Linked DNA regions of Mus musculus: all the other regions are linked to region 2. The links are chromatin contacts, called in public HiChIP or PLAC-seq and promoter capture Hi-C maps. All regions are on one chromosome and are shown on one strand. Each heading gives the region's core, a stretch centred on a gene start, on an enhancer-like site or on the middle of the called end of the contact. The rest is flanking DNA. Distances are from core to core; before and after follow the strand shown.

Region 1 (3,907 bases), core at 636-3,135, 220 kb after region 2:
GTAAGGCCAAGAGAACTTGGGTTGACTGGTTACCCCAGCCACAGTAGCAGCCATCCAAGTCCCGGGCTTTCCCTACACACATGCTGGCTCAATTGAAAATCACCAGCCCAAGCCTGCTAACCAGCTGGTGCCACGGGTGAAAATCCTGACTGTTGTTGCGATTTAACTTTCTCCTGTATAAAACCGTGGAAGTTCAGCAACTGCTGGATTTTCTAGTTCCAAAACCGAGACTGTGACAGAAGCCCAAAACTTCAATCTTCCCAAGAGTACAATGGCTGAGAGTGAGCGTCATCACCACCCTCTGGGATGTCTCTCATTTGTCCCAATAGGCTGGCACTTATGTACCCTGTGCCTGTGCTTCACACCAGGGCCCCTGTGAAACCTTTCCAGCAGTGGCCTTGGATCTGCCTTTTCCCAGGAGGCCGTTCAGGCCCACTATTATTCCCTCTGGCAAATCTGAACTATTGGTCTCAGGCTGAAAGAGGCAAAGATGATAGGCTTCTGGGCTGCAGCTTTGGTGCAGTAGAAGCTGGCAGAAGAATGGAGAGATGGGGAAGGACTTCCCCTTGTTATCAAATCCAGAGGGGCCCACGCACTCTCTGGCTATGAAACAGGACTCAGCTAGCATTCTCTAATGGGCTCCCCCTCCCCCTGAATTCTCAGCCCTCTCCTGCCATCCCCCAATACACTGCATTAGATTTTTGCTGGGAGGAAGGGCAGGCCTGTGGACTTGAACATATTTACCCAGATCAGTCAAATCAATAAGGATGGTAGAGAGGGGACGGAAATCCAGGTGTCAGGAGCTCGGGGTTAATATTGTTTACACTTTTCCACCCCAAACAAAAGATTCTGAAAGGAGCCATAGCTTCCAGCCCAACAACAACAACAACAACAACAACAAAATCCTATTTGAATCATCTGAAGCCTGTCAGCTCCAAGTAGAGAAGCTGGTCTTGAAGAAGGTAGGGCAAAGTTTAGGGCCATGCTGGGGTACACATCGGACCTGGAGACCATTCTTAACCCTTTTCAGCCCTGACAGGAGCAGACACCCGAGGCCTGCAAAAGGGACAGATATAGTCCCTTGACACAAGCCCCTGAGGAACTGGGGCGAAGGAAGGCTTGGGGTTTCTCTTCCTTCTCTCTCCCTCCACCCCCGCCCCGCGCCCCGTATGGCCAGTCGGGCCTTCCAGCCCCCAGGCCTGAAAGTCCCTAACCATGAAATATGCCCATGGGGCTGTCCAGCCAGCTCTTTCTTTCCCCAAACCCTTTTTATTTCATGGCCTGACACAGATCCTCATCCCTGCTAAAGCTTCATCCCTGGCAGCAAGGATGATTGCCCACCTCTTAACGTCCCCTTTTGACACGGCGCCACTGTGGTTTTCCTCCCCCGGAGAAATGCCCCCAAGTGTCACCAGCTCAGAAAACTACGAAGCACCACTCGACACGCTCCTGGGCACCGGGCAGCCCAGGCCAAACCTCCCAGCCTCAGGCAGCCCCCTCGGCGCTCCAGAGATGCCCGAGAGTCCGGGTGCCCCCTGACCCCCCGAATCTCACCCAGAAGAGCATGTTGAAGAAGAAGAGCAGGTATTTCACCAGCGGGCTGACGAAGGAGAACTCGTCCCCGTAGGCAGCCGGCACGCCAGGTCTCCGCGCCATGGTCCGCCGCTGCCCCCGGGGGGCCTATCTCCCAGCGGCCACCGGCCCACCTGTGCGCCCTGCAGCCCGGGGCGGGAGCCGCGGGGCCACGGGGACCCGAACGCCGGGGCAGCCGCGCCGCGCCGGGAGCCGCCCGAACCGTGCGTCGGGGAGCCGCGCGGCCAGGGAACGGCGCCGCCGCTGAAGCCGCGGCGGGCAGCGTGAGCAGCGGAGACTCCACCGCGGCCGCAGACCAGCTTGGCCCGCCCGGCTCTCAGGAAACCGGGCCCGCCCCCCGGACGGCCATTGGTGAGGCTGCCCGAGGCTGACTTCTCATTGGTCGGCGGCCCATGTCACTAAGCAGCCAGCCATCCCTCTCCTCCGAGAGGCGGGGGAGACACCTGTTCTGTGAGGGACAACTTGCTAAAGGGTCAGTGGTTCTGCTTCTGCCCGCCTAGACGGAAAGCCTGCAGGCTGCAGCTGCTTAAGGGAAAAAGAATGAGGAAAAGGAATGTTTCCTGCATCCCACACCCACGTCCTCTGCCCAGTTGCTGTGCACGCACGCAAACACACGTACGTTAAAATCAACAAGTACGCACTTTGTGTGTTGAGCAATTCGTTAAACGCTGTGGGAATAGAAAAGAAGGTTGATCCTCAGGGATCAAGACAATAAAATCAGAGTGACAAATGACAGGTACTAACAACCAGAAAGAGAAGAATAAATACCCCTGCTTAGCAATCAAATACTTTAAATGCTCGTTTTAAAAGCCTCATAACCTAACAGTGGAATTCTCAAACCATCCTTTTCTCTCATTACCGTCCAACCTCTCTATCCAAACCCTCTCAGAACGTTTGTTTACGTGGAGACACCGGTTTTTTGTTTTTAATTTTGTTTTGTTTTGTGTTTGGCATGTTAATAGGATATGCACAGATTGACTCCCAAGTACAATGTGGTGTACATTGTACTAGCTACACAAGTACGATTTTAACCTGGGGAGGAGTCTGATTTTGCCATCAATAGCGTGATTCCCCAAGCTACACTTTTTGTAACGTTGAGTGGGAAAACTGCAGCGTAAGGCATTGATCAAATAAGAATCTGTTAGTGCATGCAAATGACTTACACGGAGATGGCTGATAAGGGGGCTCACTAAAATGTGGTACTTTCACTCCTTTAAAAGATTCTTTTAAAATGTGTGTGTGTGTGAGTGTGTGTGTGTGTGTGTGTGTGTGTGTGTGTACCACTGTGCACACAGGTGCTGATGGAAGCCAGAAAAGGATGTCAGATCCCCAGGAACTGGAGTTACCGGGATTTGTGAGCTCCTTAAGTCAGTGCTGGGAACTGAACTTTGGTCCTCTGTAAGAGCAACAAGTGCTCTTAATAACTGAGCCATATCTCTAGCCCTGGTATTTTGTTTCAATAGGATTCAAAATCCAGTGTGGAAATACAATAACTGCATGAATAACTATTATGTAATTGGAAGAAGTTGAGCACCAGAAGGTGTCATGGCGGGAGAAACGAGGAGGATGAGATTTTAGAGACAGTGGGGACGTGAAATCCAGGTGGACACAAAAAGGTGTGTCGAAGCTTGGACAGATAAAAGCAAACCGCGTGTTGTGTGGAAACTAAGCCTATCACTTTTCCCGGCTTGGTGCAGCGGTGCCTGAGAATGCAGTATGTGTTCAACTGAATGGAGGCTGTAGAAGGACTTGAGATCAGATTACTGAGTTTGTGTTGAATTGATTTGGAAATAAGAGTTTTAGAGAAGGAAATGGGGTAAGATCGCTGTTTTCAGAGAGAGTTGGAAAGAGGCTGGAGAAAGTTTAATGGCAGCACTTAGGAGGAAGGGGCAGATGAATCTCTGGGAGTTCGAGGTAAACCTGGTCTACATTTGAGTTCTAAATCAGCCAGGGGCACACAATGAGATCCTATCAAACCAGAAGGAGAAGGAGAAGGAGAAGGAGAAGGAGAAGGAGAAGGAGAAGGAGAAGGAGAAGGAGAAGGAGAAAAGAAAATTTAAAAAATCCTAGTGCTATTATTCTGCTAAATGGTCATAGTGTTAGACAGCTTCCTAAGGTTTTTATCTTTATATCCATAGGTCAGTGCATCTCTTAACCCTCATCAAAGAAGTTTCTTTTTGCAGTCGATGGAGATTAATAGAGGCCCACAACCCACCAGCATACGGGGAATAAGAGATGTGGAAGGCTCAGCTGTAAATGGGATGGCTACATTACAATATCCCTTCTCACCACAAGGCTCAGATATCACCAAGGA
Region 2 (3,691 bases), core at 589-3,088:
GAAAAACACACCAATGTCTCTCTTGAGGAAGGAGGTATAAGGCACTTTTAAAAGAAAATCCCTACAAAGAAACCCTGTCTGTACAAGATGGTGACTTTGGGGGCAGTTTCCCCTGCTCCATTTACCTTTTAGGAACTAGGAGACGGGGGTGAGAGCTTAATGGCAGTGTATATGCTAGTGTTGGTCTCTGTACAACAAATAACCAAATAGACAGATTGATCACTTTGGAAACTGTGAAATACTATTTAAATGAATCACCACAGACTAGGACTCCCTCTGCCCCTTAACGAGAATGATGACAGTTATAAGTACTGACCAATTAATTATATGAACTGTTTAAAAGGCTTTGTGTTCGATTATCTCAACCTTCTGAGTTATTCAGTGGTAACTGTTTTACAAAAGAAACTAGGTTAGTTAATTTGCCTAAAGCCACACAGATAATAAATGGAGGTACTGAAACAGACAGACAGACAATTGGCCAGACAGACACTGAAACTTGGTGGTTTTGGCCATTCACTGTCAGCCAAGTGTCTGATCTCAGGAGAGTTGGTTTTATCTCTTTTACCTTTTGTCTCTAGATGACCAGACCCCTTTTCTGCTGCTGGGGATCAATTTAGAGTCTTGTGTAAGCTACACAAGCACTCCATCACTGAGCCACATCCCCCCAACTCCGTGGCTTCTACGTAGTAAAATGAAAGGTTAGGCTCACTGTGGTAGCATATTTTGTAATCCTAACACCTGAAAAACAGAGGCAGGAGGATCAAAGCTCTCCTCAGTTACACAGTGAGTTCAAGCCCAGCCAGGGCAAGTTGTCAATAGACGTTGCCATGGGCTGTCTCAAATAATTAAATCCAGATGAAATCGAATCAAATAAAGGCTAAACCAGATGACCTTCACATCCCCTTCCACATACATTTCGTTCCCCCTGAGTCCCTGCTTGTATGCAGTTTTGCTCTTGGTTGATAGATGGAATATGGCTAGATAAAATGTAGGGGAATAATAATAATTCATTCCTTTCCATGTCCCAAGTTAGTTTTTTTTGGTTTTGGTTTTGTTTTTTTCCTAAGAAAAGGTGGAAGATATTTAAATAGCCATCCCATTAGCTGCATCCTGGGACTGCTACTCTCAAACGTCGCCCTGGTCCTATCCCAGCTTGAATCCTGTCTTTCAACCCTCCTAGAAAAGGGGCGAGCTGTTCGCGGAAGGCGCTCCCTAAGCCACCGCCATCACCCGAGGGCAGGAGATATAGCAAGGGGAAGGCTGGTGCTCCAGGCTGGTCTGGTCCAGTCCAGTGCCAGTTGCTGCAGTGTGAAGAGGGAGGGCGTGCTGCCCGCCAGCCCACCCTCCCCTCCCGCGGCAGAGCTCGGGCTCCCGCCCCTCCGTCCAGTCCCTGCACCTCTATGCGCTGGTTCCCCATCGGTACACCGGGATCCAAATTCCGGCTTCACCGGGCGGCAGCTGTCAAGTATCTGGAAAGTATCTGTTACGCTCTTCGCGCCGGTTAGGAAAACCGCAGGCCAAGGCAAGAAAGCGGGCGACCCGCAGCGGGAAGGGACCGGGCTGAGGGCCGCTCCACCTCAGCCGCCGCTTCCCGCTGGCGGATACCTCCGGGTTCCTCACCTCCGACTCCCGCCGCTGGTTGCGGAACGTTTCCCTGCCCTTGGGCACGGCCGGCTTCCCTTTGCCGCCGTTGCCGTTCCCGTTCCCATTGCCGTTCCCGTTGCCGTTGTCATTAGCAGGAGAGCCGGCGGGCCCCGGTGCCGCGGGGTCGTCCATGCTGGGAAGGTTCCCTTCAGCGGTTCGCCTCAGCGGCTCCCTACCGTAGCTCCAAGATCTCTGCCCAGGGCGACCCCGCCACAGCGCGCGCCCGGGACCAGGCCCCGCCCCCTGAACTCCGATTGGCTGTAACTACTCTCCGAGGCCCCGCCCCGAGATGCGATTGGCTAATCAGCCATCCAGAGGCGGGGGCTCTTTCAAGGAATATTTTCCCCATGGACCCCCGGCATTTTTACTGCTCAGTTGCTGGTAGCCTGGGACTAGTAGACTCCACGTCCAGCTCCACGATTCGAATTCTGAACCCTGAGCGCAAGGCGGCTTAGCTCCGTGCTGCATGCTCTTTTCAGTGCTGTTCCTGTCCCACATAGCAGCCTTTTCCTGAGAGCCCTAGTCCATCCCTGGTCCAAAGTGCCTACGTTTCGGCGGTACTAGACCCGGACCCCCTCATCCAGGCTGCTGCACGCCTGTGACATCCCGCTTTGTCGCAGAAAGGGCTTGGCCTTCAGGATAACCTGAGCCACCACACCATAAACTTACCCTCTCAGGAAGCTTTCGGAAGAGAACTCTTGGAGGAGAGAATGAGAGTTGCGGGGAGGGACCTAACTGAAATCCCTGAGGGCTGCTCCCTGTCATTTGTCCCTAGCTGTGTGGGCGCCTTCTTTTTGGTGCGAATAGATGGCAAGCTCCCACCCTCACCCGCTGCTCTTTCCTTCCCATTTCTAAAACAATCCTAATCTAAGTCTAAGATGTTGAGTTCGATCCCCGGGTCCTCACTTGGTGGAAGGAGAGAATGAACAGCCAAAAGTTGTCCTTTGACACCAGACCTCCACACATGCTCCTGGTGTCCTCCCCGATTCCCATATACAAACAAATAAATATTTAAATTGAAAAGAAAAAAAAATCCTACGCCCTAAGAGCTAAAAGTAACCAGAAGGTAACCGGGTAGTTGAAGGCTGTGGATTCGGCTCTCTCCCGAATACAATTTAAATATATTGGCAGGTCTGGCTTGACAATGGATGAAGGGAATGGGAGGGACCAAATCGCTATGGTAACCCATGACTTTAAGACAGTGAAAGGATCATTGAGTTGGGACTGTGCCAAGCGTTGTATGTGTTTTCTTGGTACCACACCTCTTCCGGACAGGTTATTTTTTACGAATCCAGTTTTTATTGATGAGGAAATTCTGAAGCACAGAGAACACCCAAGGATTACATTAAGTCTTGTCTCAGTGTGGTAAGTATGCTGCTCTATAGAAGAAACTTCCGTTCACTTGGTTTACTTCAGTCTTGGCGTTTCAATTGCTGTGATAAAAATCCATGACCAAAAGTAACTTGGGTAAGAGAGGGTTTGTTTCATCTGATAGCCTACAGCTCATTACCTAGGGAAGCAGGAACTGTGCTTTCTGGCTTGTCCCTCCTCGCTTTTTAATACAACTGCTTACAGTGAGCCAGGCCCTTCCACATCAACCATCAGCCAAGAAAATGCCCCATAAACTTGCGCACACACAGGTCAGACTGCTGGGGTGTTTTTCCTCAATGGAAATTCCCTCTTCCAAAATGACTCTTTCTGGTGTCAGGTTTGCACAAAACCAGCCAGCACAGCTACTGATCTTTAAGATGACTCCTACTTCTCTACATTTTTTTTTTTTTTTGATCCTCCTAACTGTATTAGGTATGTTGCTATCAAACCAACTTTGCTGGGATCCCAAATTCTAGTACTGTATTCTTCTCAACCAATGGAATTATTTCTCCTTTTCTTAGGAATAATTCCATTCTTTTTTAGACATGGTTTCACATTGTAGCTCAGAATAGCCTAGAACTATGTAGCCTAGCCATGGTAACCCTCCTTCATCCTCCTGAGTACTGGAACTACAGACATGAGACTTTGTACAGATCTTAACCCCATTTCTTTAAAA
Region 3 (3,402 bases), core at 903-3,402, 150 kb after region 2:
ACTACTACTAATATGTGTATTTTTTTCAGAGAAGGTCACAGTGACATATACTTAAGCAATGAGAAGTGAAATAATAAATTTTAATAAGTTATTGTTTAAGATCCTACTGTAGGTACCAAGTTCTATGTGATGACCATAAACATTTTTAATCTTTAATCATAATTAGTACCCCCATTTTATTGGAGAAATTACCTTATAGACTTATTCAAAAGTTAAATCTGGGGAAGGGAGTACTATGTTCAAACTTAGGTCTGCACCTAAGTATAAACTTCACTCTAAAAGTAAATTGTTAAACATTTTACCCTTAAAAGAACTAAATTACAAACTTTAGGGAAAAAAAAAAAACAGTCACAAGAAAAAGATTTGGCCAAAGCTACAAACCATCTTAACAAGTGAGAAATAGGCTTTGGATTTCCTAATTTTGACCTAAGTACTTCCAGCACTAGCCCAGGCTGCATCTTTTAAGTGTAATTCCTCCATTTAACTATAATTGCATGGAGAGGGGAGGACAACACACCAAACTGCAAAGGACACAGCATGCCCTAAAGCACTGTTAAATTCCTTCAGTCTTGCCTCTGACATCATTTAGCACTACCAAATGAAAAAGTTAACTGCCCTAAGTCATGAGGTAATTACAACAAAATGTTTTGCTGGAGCCAAGGTTCACCTAAACTCTACATAGTAAACCCAATGTACACTTCATATCTTTTTTTACTGTTGTTCTGACGGAACAAAATGCACCCATTATAATGGGAAAAAACGTAAATCATTGTGTTCATACTGTTCCCAAGAAATGAAAGCCACATTTTTTTTTAGATGATCCACAGATCTTGTCTTTTACCTCTTGTGCTGACATCAATAAATGGGAGAAAAAACGAGGGGAGTGGGTAAAGGGTATAGCCAATATATAAATAATTCGGGGGTACCATCATTACACGTTTCTATTTATGAAGGAAGCCGACAGCCCCAAACGATTACTTTCCTCAAAGTAGCAAGCATTTCTTCCTAACACTTTCTGCTCACGATAAAGATATGAATAAAATAAGCATTCTCTTCAGGTACAATCTGGTAATCCTAGAGACCAGCCCTCTTCAGGGTGAATGAAGCATCTTTCCATTACCGGTCTACAATCGCAGTACAAGAGAATTGCAATGGCTAGAAAGGAAGGGCACAGATCAGTACTACCCTGTGGAGAGCTGTTGGCCACAGAAAGGCAGAAAGTCATCATCTGTACAGAAGCCAGGCAACTCAGAGGGTTTCCCGAGCTCTCATGAGAGAGAGCTAACTACAGCTTCCTCGTTCTCCAAGGAAAAAGATCTTGCTATCCTTATCGCTGGAGGGAAGGTTTTTCTATGCCACCGAACAGTCCGGAAAATTACACGCGGGAGTGTGCTGGAGGCGCCGGGTGTAGTAGTAGGTGCTTCTCCTCCCCCTGCCTCGTTCAAGTAGTAGTGAAGGGCGCTACCTCCATGTTATTAGTAAAGTACGCCCGTGGTACCTAGAGGCTTCGCTTCGCAGCGGAGCACCGGGTGGCGGCCGCTCTAAGAGCGGGTTCAAGGGTGGGAGAAGACTCTCGGCTCCACGATCTAGAGGGTGTGGAACCGGGTGCCGCCGTGCCCTGAAGGGCCGCCACTCCCGTGCCCGCCCTCCCCGCCTCTCCGAGAAGCGAGGCAGCCCGACCCCAGTACCTTCTTGACCGTGCGCGGCGCCTCGGTGACCGTGCCGTCGGGGCTGACCAAGGCCTCGCCGCCGTCGCGATGCCGCTGGTGCTGGTGATGAGGGTCGCTCCGCTTCATGGCGGACGCTTGAGGGACCTTCCCGGCCGCAGGGCTCAGAGCCGCGGTGGGCCCCGAGCCCGGGCCGGGGGCCGGGGGCCGCTCCGCCGCGGGAGCCGGAGCTGGAGCCTCTGGGTCCCCGCCACCCGCTGGGGGTACCATGGCGCCCACGGCCGCCGCGCTCAGTCCCAACTGGGGCTCCGCCTCGGAGGGGCTCAGATCCTTCAGCTCCACCTCAGGCACCTTGGCGGCTGCCGCTGCTGACACAACCTGCACCGACATCACCGCCTCCACTGCAACCGCCGACTCTGACTCTCGCACCAGCTCCCACTCGGCCCCGCCTCCCGCCTCCCTTCCCCTTCCCTCCCCCATACCCCCACTCCTCCCCTCCATCGCCTCCGCTCCCACCCCCTTCCTCCGCCCGCCCGCTCGCTCGCCGCCAGCCCGGCCTCTCGAGCCTCGCCCCACCCCTGTCTGACTCACGCGCGAGGCGCCACAGAACCTGTAGTGCGCTTGCTCCGGGTTGCACGCGACTAGAAGACCGTGGGACCTCAGCAACCAACTTGCACTGCGCTCGCCTCGCGGGGGGGTGGGTGGGGGATAGGCCGCAGAGTCCCCTGGGAGTTGTAGTCCTTTCGTCCCTCCTCCGGAAAGTAGTTTTTGATGGAGAGGGAACTCCCAGGACAGCGACTAACAGAAAAGTATAAAAACGGATGACGCGACGGAATAGATGAGGAGAATGTCTCCAGAGGGGTTGTGGTTTCCGGAAAGGAATGCCAGAAACCCCAGGGAAAGTGGGGGGCAAGAATGACTCGCTCCCCTGACGGCGTGAATTTCCTCCGGAGTGTGCGCATGTGTGCTATCACGTGGGCGGCCTTTAAAGGAAAAGCGGCAGGTCAGGTGAGATGAATTCCGGCTCCAGGCTAGAAGGCATGGGGTTTCTCCATTCCGTTCCGAGCCTTTCTTCAGTGGGTTGGTTTCTAGAAGAAAAGAAATAAGCCATTTCCTGCTGTCATGCTTTCTGGCGTACTCTTGAATTAAGTAACTAAAATCAAATCCCCAAAGAAAGAAATCTCGTCAGGGTATGGTGGAGTACGCAGTAATAATTTGAACATCTGAAGTGTATGCGTCACCAGTGATAATAGTTCGAGGCCAGCTGAGCTATGAAGCAAGGCCCTGTCTTTAAAAAAAAAAAAAAAAAAGTTAATTCTACCGCACACATGTAATTAAAGGACCAGAAAAGAACTGGGAATCTACCCTGGGCCCTCTAAATGAGCAACAAATTCAATTAACTTTTGACCAGATCACCAGCTGCCAGTTTTATTTTTAATAACAAAAATAAAATAAAATTGCGTACCATTTGGTCATAGTGGTAAGCCCAACACTCAGGAGACAGAGACCTGAGAATCAGAAATGTGTTGAGGTTAGCTTTGACTGCTTAGCCAAAGCCTGTCACAAAAAGAAGAAACTTACCTGAAAGTAATGTTCTACTGATGATAGAATTTTTTTTCTTTTAAGAAGAGTTCTCCAATAGTCTTTTAATGATAAAAGGAAATAAATGCTTATAATTTTAAAAATCAGACTAAAAGCCAGGCGGTGGTGGCATAAGCCTTTAATCCCAGCACTT

Evidence for each region. Promoter capture Hi-C pulls out the DNA fragments that hold promoters and counts their contacts. HiChIP or PLAC-seq counts read pairs in DNA pulled down with a chosen protein or histone mark.
Region 1: a promoter capture Hi-C map of stem cell-derived epiblast-like cells shows a contact between it and region 2, with 5 times the contacts expected there. The contact joins the promoter of Tspan33 here to the promoter of Strip2 in region 2. A contact is called at or near these places in 17 of 39 promoter capture datasets (the 3T3-L1 cell line, 3T3-L1-derived adipocytes, the C10 cell line and 10 more), 1 of 484 Hi-C or Micro-C datasets (embryonic stem cells), 2 of 115 datasets of contacts at active chromatin or transcription factors (bone marrow-derived dendritic cells and embryonic stem cells) and 3 of 9 other capture datasets (embryonic stem cells, liver and pancreatic islet).
Region 3: a contact with region 2 is called in an H3K4me3 HiChIP or PLAC-seq map of embryonic stem cells, with 44 read pairs. The contact joins the promoter of Ahcyl2 here to the promoter of Strip2 in region 2. A contact is called at or near these places in 10 of 39 promoter capture datasets (3T3-L1-derived adipocytes, cranial neural crest, embryonic stem cells and 7 more), 17 of 484 Hi-C or Micro-C datasets (B cells, the G1E-ER4 cell line, LSK cells and 7 more), 11 of 115 datasets of contacts at active chromatin or transcription factors (the SCID.adh cell line, bone marrow-derived macrophages, effector CD8 T cells and 2 more) and 2 of 9 other capture datasets (adipose tissue and liver).

Annotation. Positions count from the first base shown.
Region 1 is chr6:29,692,192-29,696,098 of GRCm38.p6, reverse strand. It overlaps Tspan33 (tetraspanin 33), which reads right to left and starts at 1,885. Exons shown (of 8, transcript NM_146173.3): 1 at 1,555-1,885. The coding sequence starts at 1,656.
Region 2 is chr6:29,915,160-29,918,850 of GRCm38.p6, reverse strand. Strip2 (striatin interacting protein 2) reads right to left here and starts at 1,838. Exons shown (of 21, transcript NM_177204.3): 1 at 1,621-1,838. The coding sequence starts at 1,776.
Region 3 is chr6:29,767,193-29,770,594 of GRCm38.p6, reverse strand. Ahcyl2 (S-adenosylhomocysteine hydrolase-like 2) reads right to left here and starts at 2,152. Exons shown (of 17, transcript NM_001171000.2): 1 at 1,689-2,152. The coding sequence starts at 2,057.